3 separate regions of the Mus musculus genome follow, and all the other regions are linked to region 3. A link is a contact called in public ChIA-PET and HiChIP or PLAC-seq data. All regions are on one chromosome and are shown on one strand. Each heading gives the region's core, a stretch centred on a gene start, on an enhancer-like site or on the middle of the called end of the contact. The rest is flanking DNA. Distances are from core to core; before and after follow the strand shown. Region 1 overlaps Ptk7 (PTK7 protein tyrosine kinase 7). Region 2 overlaps Ubr2 (ubiquitin protein ligase E3 component n-recognin 2). Region 3 holds the start of 2310039H08Rik (RIKEN cDNA 2310039H08 gene).

The links. ChIA-PET counts read pairs in DNA pulled down with a chosen protein or histone mark. HiChIP or PLAC-seq counts read pairs in DNA pulled down with a chosen protein or histone mark.
Region 1: an H3K4me3 HiChIP or PLAC-seq map of embryonic stem cells shows a contact between it and region 3, with 5 times the contacts expected there. The contact joins the enhancer-like site here to the promoter of 2310039H08Rik in region 3. A contact is called at or near these places in 1 of 39 promoter capture datasets (liver), 1 of 15 datasets of contacts at CTCF or cohesin (pro-B cells), 1 of 484 Hi-C or Micro-C datasets (the Ba/F3 cell line), 9 of 115 datasets of contacts at active chromatin or transcription factors (the HPC-7 cell line, bone marrow-derived macrophages, embryonic stem cells and 2 more) and 3 of 9 other capture datasets (adipose tissue, liver and pancreatic islet).
Region 2: a contact with region 3 is called in an RNA polymerase II ChIA-PET map of memory CD8 T cells, with 113 read pairs. The contact joins the enhancer-like site here to the promoter of 2310039H08Rik in region 3. A contact is called at or near these places in 6 of 39 promoter capture datasets (the C10 cell line, embryonic stem cells, fetal liver and 2 more), 1 of 484 Hi-C or Micro-C datasets (the N1E-115 cell line), 5 of 115 datasets of contacts at active chromatin or transcription factors (the NIH/3T3 cell line, bone marrow-derived macrophages, effector CD8 T cells and 2 more) and 2 of 9 other capture datasets (adipose tissue and liver).

What each region holds. Positions count from the first base shown.
Region 1 is chr17:46,606,869-46,611,273 of GRCm38.p6, forward strand. The region is part of intron 1 of Ptk7 (PTK7 protein tyrosine kinase 7); the gene reads right to left. Among named protein-coding and RNA genes, the nearest start is that of Ptk7, 20 kb to the right of the region's middle. Within about 2 kb of position 3,038, at least 95 of the 459 cell types and tissues checked have an H3K27ac peak or open chromatin away from gene starts, as enhancers often do. A contact at or near this core is called in adipose tissue, bone marrow-derived macrophages, embryonic stem cells and 1 more, where this site is marked.
Region 2 is chr17:46,964,448-46,968,495 of GRCm38.p6, forward strand. It overlaps Ubr2 (ubiquitin protein ligase E3 component n-recognin 2), which reads right to left. Exons shown (of 47, transcript NM_146078.3): 18 at 3,937-4,002; 19 at 2,743-2,865; 20 at 2,585-2,648; 21 at 1,694-1,818; 22 at 310-362. Among named protein-coding and RNA genes, the nearest start is that of Ubr2, 44 kb to the right of the region's middle. Within about 2 kb of position 2,689, at least 24 of the 459 cell types and tissues checked have an H3K27ac peak or open chromatin away from gene starts, as enhancers often do. A contact at or near this core is called in effector CD8 T cells and memory CD8 T cells, where this site is marked.
Region 3 is chr17:46,770,834-46,774,867 of GRCm38.p6, forward strand. It overlaps 2310039H08Rik (RIKEN cDNA 2310039H08 gene), which reads left to right and starts at 1,802. Exons shown (of 1, transcript NM_025966.3): 1 at 1,802-2,574. The coding sequence starts at 1,980. The coding sequence ends at 2,324. It overlaps Rpl7l1 (ribosomal protein L7-like 1), which reads right to left. Exons shown (of 7, transcript NM_025433.3): 7 at 3,074-4,034.

The DNA.
Region 1 (4,405 bases), core at 1,788-4,287, 160 kb before region 3:
CTGTCTCAACGGTCTCCTCTGTAGAGTGCTAGGAAAAATTTACTTCATTTTCATGAAAAGTGGCAATTAATTAATTATTAATAAGGTGCTTATTTATATATATATTTTTTGAGACAAACTCTCACAATGTAGACCAGACTGGCCTCAAACTCACAGAGAAAGAGAGAGAGAGAGAGAGAGAGAAAGAGAGAGAGAGAGAGAGAGAGAGAGAGAGAGAGAGAGATCTACATGCCTCTGTCTCCAGAGTGCTGAGACTAGAGGTATATGCCATCATAGCCAGCTATTTTCCCTTTTAAAGAACAGCTCTATCTCAGAGTAATGAAACAAGCGGGAGGTTTGTCTTCATAGGAATTTCCAGCTAATGAATAGAGTGTCCTCCGTTTACAGTCTCCTAATGAAATAATGGCTCTAGCAATGATTGCTGGTGCCTGCTGATGATGGGAAGAGACAAGCAGATGTGATGTGTCTACTGAGGGAGATGCACACGGGGAGAAAAGATCAAATCCAGACCCAATAAAATCTGGAGACCCAGGCTTCATTACAAACAGGCTCTGGAATCTCTCTAAACTAATTTGAAATTTACACAGAGATGGCTCCGTGGTTAAGCACCTGCGGCAAGCCTGCTGACCAGAACAGGCGTCCCTAAGGTCACATGATGTAAGGTCAAAACTACCAGCACAGCACGTCCACTAACCTCTTTTTTGTTTGTTTTGTTGTTTTGTGTTTAGATTCAGGGTTCCACTCTATAGCCCTGGCTGTCCTGGAACTCACTCTGTGACCAAGTTGGCCTTGAACTCAAGAGATCTGCCTGCCTCTACCTCCCAAGTGCTGGGATTAAAGGTGTAAGCCACTATGCTGATTTTTAGTCAAAGTTGGACAGCAACAGGCTGGGACAGTCACTGAACATAGAGTGTCCACACCTACCCTGCAAATTCACCATCTCCTGATGTCCACACATTGTGTACCACTCCAGACAGACCAAGACGTCATAGCCCACCTCCATGCCTGCCCCATAGAAAGCCCGCAGAAGGTAAGAGCAGAGCTCACACTCAGCTCCCTTCATCCCAAGTGGCTCCCCAGGAGGTGGGCGCCCAGGAAACATCAGCTGGTTTGTGGTGGTTTAACTGCTCCAGATAACCCGATCGAGTTCTCCCTACCCCACGTGCATCCGCCGAGGGTCAGACCCTAATATAGGTTCCGGGTAGGCAATTACATTAATTATCATCATTAATTCAACAAACATTTATTTAGAGCCTGCCATGTGCCAAGTACTCTCTAAGTCACTGGAGATGCAAAGAGAAAAACACACAATTACTGTCTTTAAGTGTCTCAGCTCAGTGGGGGAGTCAGACAAGCAAACATATAATTACAGTAATAGCTAACTCACTGACCCGCGCTACGAACCAGGCGCCGTTCCCAGCATGTTAACCATACTGTCTTGTTAAGGCTCATGCCCGCCCAGTGGAAGGCATGCCACAATCCCCATCGTGCAGATGTGGTAACTGAGGCACAGAAGCAAGGCTACTTACGGAAGCTGGTAAGAGACAAAATGCCGAAGTCAAACTTCAGGTCACATCTGGCTGCAGGGTAAGGCTTCCTGTGACTACTAGCCTTGCCTACTCTGTCGCTTGTGACAGGAGAGTACAGAGAATTCTTCAGAGAAGCCTCTAAGTCAGATGGAAGGGTTATAGAGATGAGGTGGGGAGACTAGAAGGGTTTTATGGAGTTATGAAAGAAGGATGCATGGAAAGTAGGAAGCCAGAAGCCAGAGGACTAGAAACAGAATCCACAGCCAAGCCCTGCTGAACACCAAACATAAAATACAAGCCAGAGGACACTGGGCAACGGTGGCACATGCCTTTAATCCCAGCCCTTGGATCTCTGTGAGTTCTAGGCCAGCTTGGTCTACAGTATGATTTCCAGGACAGCCAGGGCTACACAGAGAAACCCTGTTTTGAAACCCTTCTGAAGGTACCAAGTTCAAATCCCAGCAACCACATGGTGGCTCACAACCATCTGTAATGAGATCTGACTCCCTCTTCTGGAGTGTCTGAAGACAGCTTCAGTGTACTTACATATAATAATAAATCTTAAAAAAAATAAAATAAAATAAAGAAGCCAGGTAGTGGTGGTGCATGCCTTTCTGAGTTTGAGGCCAGCCTGGTCTACAGAGTGAGTTCCAGGATAGCCAGGGTTACAGAGAAACCCTGTCTCAAAAAAACAAAAACAAAACAAAACAAAACAAACAAACAAAAAAACAAAACCAAAAAAAAAAGAAAAGAAAAGAAAAGAAAAGAAAAGGGAAGAAAAGAAAGGAAGGAAAGGAAGGAAAGAAAAGGAAGGAAGCGTGATGGCACACGCCTTTAATCCCAGCACTCGGGAGGCAGAGGCAGGTGGATTTCTGAGTTCGAGGCCAGCCTGGTCTACAAAGTGAGTTCCAGGACAGCCAGGGCTATAAAGAGAAACCCTGTCTCAAAAACAAAAAACAAAACAAAACAAAAAACAAAGGAAGGAAAGCCAGAAGTGAATGAGTGAGTAAATGAGATGAGAGCAGAAAGCTCTGAGAGGCTGTTAGCCATATTGCTGTGGGGCTGGGGGTGGTGGTGGTGGTGGTGGTGGTGGTAAGGCAGCAGATGTACAGTTACCTTGCTCTGGGTGTCCCCGGTTAAAAAACAAACCGCCACCACAGAAGTCTGCCTTTCCCAGCCGGACAAAAAAAGCTAAACTCTCCGACATTGAGGAGAGCGGCAGGCTCTCCCATGGAAGTGCTGAGTGTTGTCTAATACCGTACCTCTTCTACAATCCCCAAGGCTGTCTGGAAACCACTACTGAGGGTTAGCTGCCCACCTCAGCAAAAGCCAAATTAACTCTAAACCAAATCACATTCACCGGTACCAGGGTTAGGACAACATATTGTGTTGGGGGCTGGAAAAGTAGCTCAGAAATAAAGCAAAGGAAAATGGGCTGGGCTCAGCTGTGGACGCCCCGCCTCAGCTTCCTGTCCGCTGGGCTACAGGCGTGTATGAACACGCCCCACTCTGATGGGTACTCAGCCCCGCCAGGAGCAGGGCACTGTTCTCATGCCGGGACACACAATGGTGAAGTGGACAGGAAGCTTTCTGCCCTCCGGCTTTACACAGCCTCTGAAGATGGAATAAAAGCAGCAGGGTCTGGCCTGGAAAACAGGGGGTCTGCTTAGTCCCTTGGCTGTACTCAAACAGGGTCCCATTTCGATCCCTTCAAGAGGCTGCTGTGGAAATCTGGAAGGCTCTTCTACGGAAGGAAGAGAGCGACCAGGGAAGGCAGGACAGATGCCAGCAGGATGAGCTGTTCCCCATTCCCCCCTTACCCCCCCCGCCCCGCCCATTTCACCCAAGGTGTCTAGGACCAACAAAGGTCAACACCCTCACAGCTCCTACTTGGCTCCAGGAAGGAAGAATTACCAAAGAACCACGCCACCTCCTCCACAAGTCCCTGGGGCAAGCAGGAACAGATTTGACTTTCCTCCCCCAATGTGGGGAGTGGCCAGGTCCTGCCTGGCTGTAGTCAGTGCATATTTAATAAGTTTTATTTTTAGATTTATTTATTCTATTTTATGTAGATTAGTGTCTACCTGTGCACCAGTGTGCACAGTGCCCTTAAAGGTCAGAAGCATACGTTGGATCCCCTGGATGAGTATCGTGAGCTGGGAACTGGATCCAGGTCCTCTTCAGGTTCAACCTTCACTACTCAGCCTTGCTTTGATCATTACTGAATCACGTTCTCAGATCTCCATCTGTCTAGTCCCACGTCCGCCCCGAGTCCCACCTCCCACCCTCTTAGATGGTTTCAAACCTGGAAAGAAGAGGGTGAGACTGATTTCCACAGACTTCCATCACGTGCTCCCATCTCTTAGCACAGCCATGATGGATCCACAGGGAATCATGAATAGTTGTTTTCAGTGTGCTGGGCTGAGGGTGCATACCCCACTGAGCTTCTGCTGGCCTCTGCTGCATTTCCTAGCCCTATCCTATTTATTATCCTGTGATGGCTGGTTAAGGAGTTGGGGTGTGTGTGTGTGTGTGTGTGTGTGTGTGTGTGTGCGTGCGCGCGCGCGCTAGATGGGGAGAGTGAGGCCTGGGTGTTTTGATGCTTGGAACTGAACTTGGGCCCCCTGGAAGGGCAGCATGTGCTCTGCTGAGCCATCTTGTCAGCTCTCTGTTCTGATTGTTAAATAGTGTGTGGAGGCCAGGAGACAACTTGCACGAGTTAGTTCTTGCCTTCCACCATAGAGGTCCTGGGGATCAAACCCAGGTCATCAGCTTTGGCAGCAAGCCTCTTTGTCCACTGAGCCATCTCATCGGCCCAGCTTTTTAAATAGCTTACTTCCTTTCTCCAGCAGAATTCCAAAGAAGCAGTGACGAGA
Region 2 (4,048 bases), core at 1,439-3,938, 190 kb after region 3:
CACCAATGAGAAGTCTAGTCCAGAATTAAAACTTGAAAAGTCCTGCCACCCTCAGAGCATCAGCTCGCCCTTAGTTGTATCAAAAGAAACACATTAAGAAGTGATTTCGGAAGCTGGAAAGATGGCCCAGTGGGAAAAGACACTTGCCGTCCAGTTTGGCCCGAGTTCCATCACTGGAACACACTGTAGAAGAGAACTGACTTTTCAAGTTGTCCTTTGACTTGTATACATACGCCGCAGTGAGCACAGGTGCATAGAAAGTAAATACATGTTTAAAATAAAACTTCATAACGCATGTCATGAACTCACTTGAAATGTGCAACGGACTCGATGACGCTCTCCATGCCGGTCTCCTTGTTCTCCTGAAGGGACAGAGAACAAAGTACTCAGGGTATGAACAGCAACTGCAAAGTCTGAGCAGTATGCTTGTTCCATGACCCTCACTGCCCCTGGAACAGAACACTGCTCGCCACTGTGCTTAAAGACTGGAGATTACACAGCTAGCTGAAGGCCAGGACTGAACACAGAGAGCAAGGGTCTCTCTAACCCACACCCTTGGTCCAGGAAGCATCCCTAATACCACCAGAGAAAGCTGAGGCACTTTCCCAGCTGAAGCACTAGTGTCAAAAAAGATGTCAGAATGATAGGACCAAGCAAGGCCAACCAAATTAATCAAGGCCTGGAACTGCACAGTCCTGGGTGTGCAAAAAAGTTTAAAGGCTTCATCTATTCCAACTAGGGCAAAATATGTTGCAAGGAAGAGGAAGAGACAGCTCAGCAGTTAAGAGCGTCCATTGCTCTTCCAGAGGACCTGAGTTCGGTTTCCAGCATCCACATTAGATAGCTCTAGTTCACAATATCTATGACTCCAGCCCCAAGGGATCCAATACCGTCTTCTGGGCTCTTTGGGTACCTGTGCTCACAGGTGGACACACCCACACATCGACACATATACACATAATTTAAAACAAAAAGTAAAGTGACAAGCAAACGCACTGAGGAGCCTTAATGAAAACAGGCCTTCTCAGCTGCATGAGCTGAGATTCTGAGAAGCCCCAGAGCGGAAAGTTAGGTCGATGAGAGCCTAATGGCCTCGGGAGGAAAACCAGTTATAATTCAACCTGTGAATATCCTTATACCAGTGCTTTAGTCACTCCAATCTTATAAAAAAGACTCTTCCACCAGATGATAGTGGTGCATGCCTTTAAGCCTGGCCCCAGGGAGGCAGAGGCAGGCAGATCTCTAAGTTTGAGGCCAGCCTGAACTACAGAGAAAGTTTCAGGACAGTCAGGGCTACACAGAGAAACCCTCTTTAAAATGAAAACCAAACCAACCAACCAACCAACCAACCAACCAAGAGACTCTTCTGCACTGGAGTAAGGAAAAAGCCCTGAGAATGTGTGTTTACTCAAGTTCGAGTGGATACCTCCTCCCTCAGGTGAAAGCGTCACCTGCACTCCTTGGGGTCAGACAGACCCTAATATGCCCCTGCTCTGTGGACAAAACCACTTAGCTCTAAGCACCACATTCTTCAGAGTTCTCTCTAGCTCAGCTCTGCTCCCTAGTCACTGTTCCCAGTGTTCTCCTTTCCAGATGGAATAGCCATCTTAGAACTGTAGCTTGCACCCAGGGGGGAAGTGCACACACTGCTGGGGAGGAGCAGCTTCCGGGTTTCTTAACTGTGGACACTTACATCTTCAGGCAGAGACTTCACCAGCTCACTGTGAGCCATAGGCTTGATGCTCAACTGATGGATAATCTCCCTCTTGATTTCATCTGTGGCAGCCACCTGTCCAACCCCAGGGTTGAATCTTTCTCCTGTCCAAAATGAAAGGTAGATGCACACATTTAATGGACCCATGTACTTATGTGTACAGATTTCCAGTTCTTGCAACAGAATCCATCCTCTGTCTGGGTCACTCTGTGGGAAAATAAAGGCTGGTTTGGAAGGCAATAGCAGTTCCCGTTTATACTGAGTCTGATGCACCGACTTAAGGTTTCATGGCTGCTTTGGAGAAGGACCAGAAGTACGACGGGACCAGTGGAAGTCACACCCTTTCCTCCTCTGTGCTTCTGTCTAGGACAGGCTGGTATCACTCTGAGACCCTCTTCATTAGGGCCACCTCTGCCCACTGGATTGGCTACTTTACGGCCACAGAAGGTCTGAACAGTGGGGGAATGACAGAGCAGAAGGGATCAAAGAACTGGGAAAGCAGGGCCAAGCGAACAGGAGACGTAGGTAATAAACAGACGTCTCTGAGTCACTGGTCTTCATTAACCTGTGGTTGCTGTCTTTGGAGTCAAGAAGACATTTAAACCAAGAACCAAGAGAGAAGAAACAAAGCGAAGATTTTAGTCCTAGCAACTCTCTGCTCACAATGTGTTCCCAAGCTGTGCCAGTCTCCCTCCACCCTTGGCCCAAATACAGCCTTTCAGTTCATCTGTTTCGGCCATTGCACCCCTTCCTCTTTCTGGGGTGTGTGTGTGTGAAGGGCTGTGTGCCCGTTCTCTTCCCATGACTGATCGAGCAAGCTCAGCGCCCTGCTGCCATCGCCAGGCCCACATCAAGGCGGTGTGCACTCACCCACAAGCATGATGATGAGGTAGAGCATCTCTTCGATCAGAGTGTTGTTCTGCTGAACGACGTCCTGTGGGAGGAGGGGCAAGTGCAGAGGTGAGAACACGCCCACTGCTGTCCCTCACACATACAGGACACGTGGGCGTTGTGACACAGGCTCTTACCTTATGGGTAACCTCAGAACTGAATCTCTTCCCATAGTCAGGCGTGCTGAAGAGCTGATAGAGTTCAAAGCGGCTGAGCATGATCATCAGGAAGTGGTTTGGGTCCATCATGGAGACACCTGTCTTTTTTGTTTGTTTGAGACAAAGGAGAAGAGGAAGGTCAGAAGGGACACTCAGTGTTAGTGAGAGATGTTTAAGGTTGCACAAGAAAACAGCTTATTTGACCACCAATTTGAAGAAAAAATGGACACCTACTTAGCCACACCCTATATCATGTGGCTGCCAAGAGGGGACAGGAATCTAAGCAGGTCAAACAATCCACACAAAGAAACCTCCCTTAAAACTGAACCCCAGGAGAACCACACAGGCAGTTCGGCTCCTTTCCTGTCTCAGTCCACTGAAGGACACGGCTATGAATTTCGCTGCAGTTTCCTATCAGAGTTCACTGCCTACTAGGAACTGAGAGGAATATCAATTAAGCCCCTAGTATGTACATACGTATTCTGTTACTGAGACCCTTTTGTGGTAAGCACTCCATTACATAAAACGATAGCTTCTTTTCTCTTAATGCCATTTTTAAAAGTTCTAAATCAAACTGGACTCAACAGCTAGGAACTGAAGTAGAGTTCTCTGGAAGAGCAGCCAGTGCTGGACCATATCCATAGCACCTATCTTTTGGTGCTGCTGCTGCTATTAAGTCTGTTGAGTCAGGGTCTCACTATGTAAGCACACTGCCTTCGAACTCAGAGATCTGCCTGTCTCTGCGTGCACCACCAAGCCAGTCTGTTTATTTTTTAGAATTTACGGTTATGCGTGCCAGTGTCTGCCACATGAGTGCTGTGCCTACAGAGACCAGAAAGGAGCTGGAGTCCCCGTGGTTGTGGCTGCCTGCTGTGGTGCTGGAAAAAGAACTCGGCTCCTTTATGAGCAGCAAAGCTCTTAAGCACTGAGCTGTCTGTCTGTCTGTCTAGCCAGCTGTCTGTCTGACTGTAGCAGCTGCATCTGGCATGCTGAGTCTGACCCTGATCTGGAGACTGGGGGAAGCATTCTGCAGGCTGTTGGCCTTGAGTGGGGAGTGTTAGTAGACAGAGCAGGTAGGATTCAGAGATCTGCAAGTGAGTGTTAGGTGACTGACTCAGTAAAACAAGACCAGGCCTCCCCACAGCCCTGAAGTCAGGGTTTTTAACTCATTACCTGAAGCATCACTATGTCCTTGTCGAACATCTCTCGCCTGCATTTCACATTATGGTAGTAATAGATCTAAAACGATAATTAATTATATTAGGTAAATAAGCTCTGATGGGTA
Region 3 (4,034 bases), core at 552-3,051:
ACAAGGGAGTTCCCAGGAGACAACGTAGCATCTGAGAGAGTGAGAAGGGAGCTGTGTCAGAACCCTTAAACCAGAGGGCTGTGTGGAGGGACTGCTGCCGATGAGACCCTGAGGAGGGGAAACAGAATGAAATCTGTTGAAGCTATCTCTTCTCTCCTCCTGCTACTCTCTCCCAGCCTGACCAGGCCCAGAAACTAGAAGGCCAGGGAGCCTGCTGCACTGACTCTGTCAGGTCCAGGAAGTTGGATGAACATGCAGAGACAGCTGCAGGGGCTACAGGAGAGATCACTGGGGACCCTCAATAATGGCCTCCAGGCACTGGCTGTCCTTCCAGAAGACCAGAGAATTCAAAGCCCAACACCGACATGATAGCAGAACTAAGGGTTCAGTTGCTCTCTTCTGGCCTTTAGCAGTACTGCATGCATGTAGTACACAGACATAGATGCACATAATAAAATTAAAGGGGGGCCCGGGCAGTAGTGGCACCCGCCTTTAATTCCAGCACTTGGGAGGCAGAGGCAGGTGGATTTCTGAGTTCGAGGCCAGCCTGGTCTACAGAGTGAGTTCCAGGACAGCCAGGGCTACACAGAGAAACCCTGTCTTGAAAAACAAAACAGAAAAGGAAAGGAAAGGAAAGGAAAGGAAAGGAAAGGAAAGGAAAGGAAAGGAAAGGAAAGGAAGCCCTAAGAGGTTCAGCATTACATGAGGAAAAGTGTGCCAGAGGGGCTGCAGACAGAGCTCTCAGTTAGTAGAGTGCTTGGCTAATACATATAAACTCCTGTGCTCCATTCCCGGCACCATACAATACAATTCAATTCCCAGCACATACTGGACATGGACCCCTGTAATCCCAGCACTGCGGAGGTGGAGGGCCAGGAGTTCAAAGCCGCGGTTGGGAATGGTCAGCAGTTAGTGCCTGCCGTGCAGGTGTGAGGGTCAGAATTTGAATGCCCACAAACCCAGATAAATGCCAGCTGGATGCGGCGGTCTGCCTACTTCTGCCCTTCGAAGGCAAGGATCCGAAGTCAGACGCGTGCATACGCGCGCGCACGCACACACACACAGACTATATTGTGAGTTCAAGTTCAAGGTCAGCTTTGGCTACAGGAGACCTTGAAAACATGAGAACGGGGATAAAAATTCAATAGCCCTACCTGCTGAGCCATCTTACCCACTTTTTGGGTTTCATGGGGTTGTTTCCGGTGAAGGGTAAACATGCTGTGTGCTTTTAACATTATGCAAAGTATGCTTTACTTACTGATTTCTTGATCTGTGCCAGATCAAGCTGTTTATTATATACTTACATGTTTCAGTGTGTAACTCGGCTGGCTCTATGGCCCGAGCATATGGTGTTACAAGCATGAGCCACTGCATCCTGTCAGGATAGCTTTGATACAGAAATCTGAACAGCATTGGGAGGTGTAGCGCAGCAGACATTGGGAGATGACGAATCCTTGGCTCAAACCAAAATTGACTACAAATCCCAAACAACACATAACCCAAACCCAAACAACAACAACAAAAACCAGGGATTTGATCCTTAGTACCACAATTAACAAATGTGACGAGCGCTTGCTTGCTTGCTTGGAAAAGCATACAGAATCACGCTCTGGACTGTAGCGCGAGACTCAAACTACCAAGACGACCCTCCCGGCCCTGAGCGCGCAGCCTGCGTCCGCATCTACACGTGCCAAAGGGAAGTGCTTTTGTACAGCCACGCCTCCTCACACTTGTCTCACTGGGTGCAAAAACTTCACTTTTTGGCTCGTTCCCCCACCCCACCCCGCCCGCTCCTCACCCACCGCAGCACATCTCATGTTGTGGAATGAGAGCTGGAGGTTAACCCAGGCTGCAGCTTCTGCACAAATAGCCCGGGTCTTGGAAGGTCTACCCTGGGCTAAGTTACTAAGCTCCCCTCTACTTTTCACGAAGTGGTTGCTCCCACTCCACCCGGAAGTGCTTACAGCCGGATCCGGGGGATGAGCTGGTGGCAGGACATGGACCAGCGTGGCGGTGTCTCCAGTCCGAGCGGTGCACTGGCGTCTGCCGAGCCAGCTCCTGCCTCGGTGACCCTGGCGGAGCTCCTGCACCTGGTACAGAAGGGCCAGGAGGTCCCGGGCCTGGAGAAACGCCACATCACTGCGACCCACGGTGAACCCACCGCGTCTCTGCTCCCTCGGAGGCCCAAGCCCTGGGAAGATGCGGGCTCGGCCGCCTCACCCTGCACCATCGCCCTAGACACGAGGACGCAGCCTCCGACCATCGAGGAGCGATCCCGGGGCAGTCCAGCCGCCCAACTCGACGGAGGCCCAAGGGTTTCCTGATGCTCGAGGTGTTTCCCGAGGGCATGACTGGGTCCTACACAAACTTGAGTCTGGACACTTGCCACCTGTGGGACTCAATGTTGCCTAGTAATTTTGTTTTTGGATGCCAAATTTCAACTTCATACTGTGTCCTAGTCCATTTGTGTAACGGAAATAAGTTTCCCTTGTCACTGTAGGACAGCACAACCTCCTGGACCCGCTTGTTCTGATGATACCGATAAACCGATATCCAAAAGGCATTTCTAACTTGGCAGTCGTTTGGGTTTGATGAAAAGGTTCCTTCCCAGAGTGATACATAGAAACCCTGGTTCTTGGAGTTGGGGGACTGGAGAGAGGGCTCGGTGCTCTTCCAGAGGATCAAGGTTCAATTTCCAGCAAACATGGTGACTCACATTTTAATGGGATCTGACGCCCTCTTCTGTTGTCAGTGTGCTTGGCCACATAACTAAATCTTAAAAAACCCTGACTCTTGGGAGCAACTAAGGTAGTGCGAGCAGAGGCAGTTTGGTAGTTGGTACCCCCATAGGAGTTGGCTTTCTCCTCCCACCATGCACCAGACCCCCCCCCCCCCCCCCCCCCCCCCGGTTAAGCTCTGGCTTGGCAGCAGGTGCCTTACCCAGATTCATCTCCAAGGCTGAAACTAGTAGTTGGGAATTAAGCCCTGGGTTTCTGAGGGAGCATTCTTTCCTCCCCGCAGGACTTGTGAAACGGTGCCAGATGCCCAGGGGACTGGGCGAACGGCTCTTTTTAAAGATTTATTTATTTTATGTAAGTACACTGTAGCTGTCTTCAGATACACCAGAAGAGGGCGTCAGATCTCATTACAGATGGTTGTGAGCCACCATGTGGTACCACTGAGCCAACTCTCCAGCCCCTGGGCGAACGGCTCTTAACCACTGAGCCCACCTTGGGCCCCCTCGAGTGTTTTTGGAGTCGGGGTCGTTAATACATCGATCTTTGTCTGCCTTCATAGTGACACCAAGCTTGCCAGCAGTCCTTCTTTCTAAATAGGCTCGGTGGCTACTTCTCCATAGGCCCCAATGGCAGTATACTAGCTGCCAGAATGTCTATCCATGTAGTCAAGGTCCTAATAGACCTGGGTCATCTCCAGCAACATGGACAACCCCACTTGTTTCTTGAGTCTCTGTAACCCTGGCTGGCCTCAGGCTCACAATAAGCCATCGCCTTTGGGGCTGGAGGCACAAGCCAAGTGCACCTGCTTTCTCAGAGGGCCTAGAATTGGTCCCAGCATCCACCTCTGAGCCTTCATTTGCCAGTAATTCTAGCTCCAGGGCAAGTGACACTTCCTGGCTACTTTGGCATGTACTCACACGCAAAAATCTTAAAAACAATCTTTTACTATATAGAAAAAAGCTTGTTTTAAATTCCAAGCAAGCCAGAAATGGAAGCCTTAGCTCTGCTCGCCCAGGCCTCTCTCCAATGCTACAGTGCTTCCCTACTTAGGAAGATGCAGGATTCTGCAGGATCCCAGAATGTTAAATAGCCATGCTGTTTGTCCAAGGTTGCGATGCATTTTTGGTCACCTCATTTCCCAATGATCAGTTAACACTGATCCAGGTGAAATTTAGTGGGCATTTCCTGGGTACATGTGGTTTAGGAAACAACAATCTATCACTGCATTGGTTTTTGTTTTGTTTTTTTTCTGAGACAGGGTTTCTCTGTGTAGTCCTGGCTGTCCTGGAACTCACT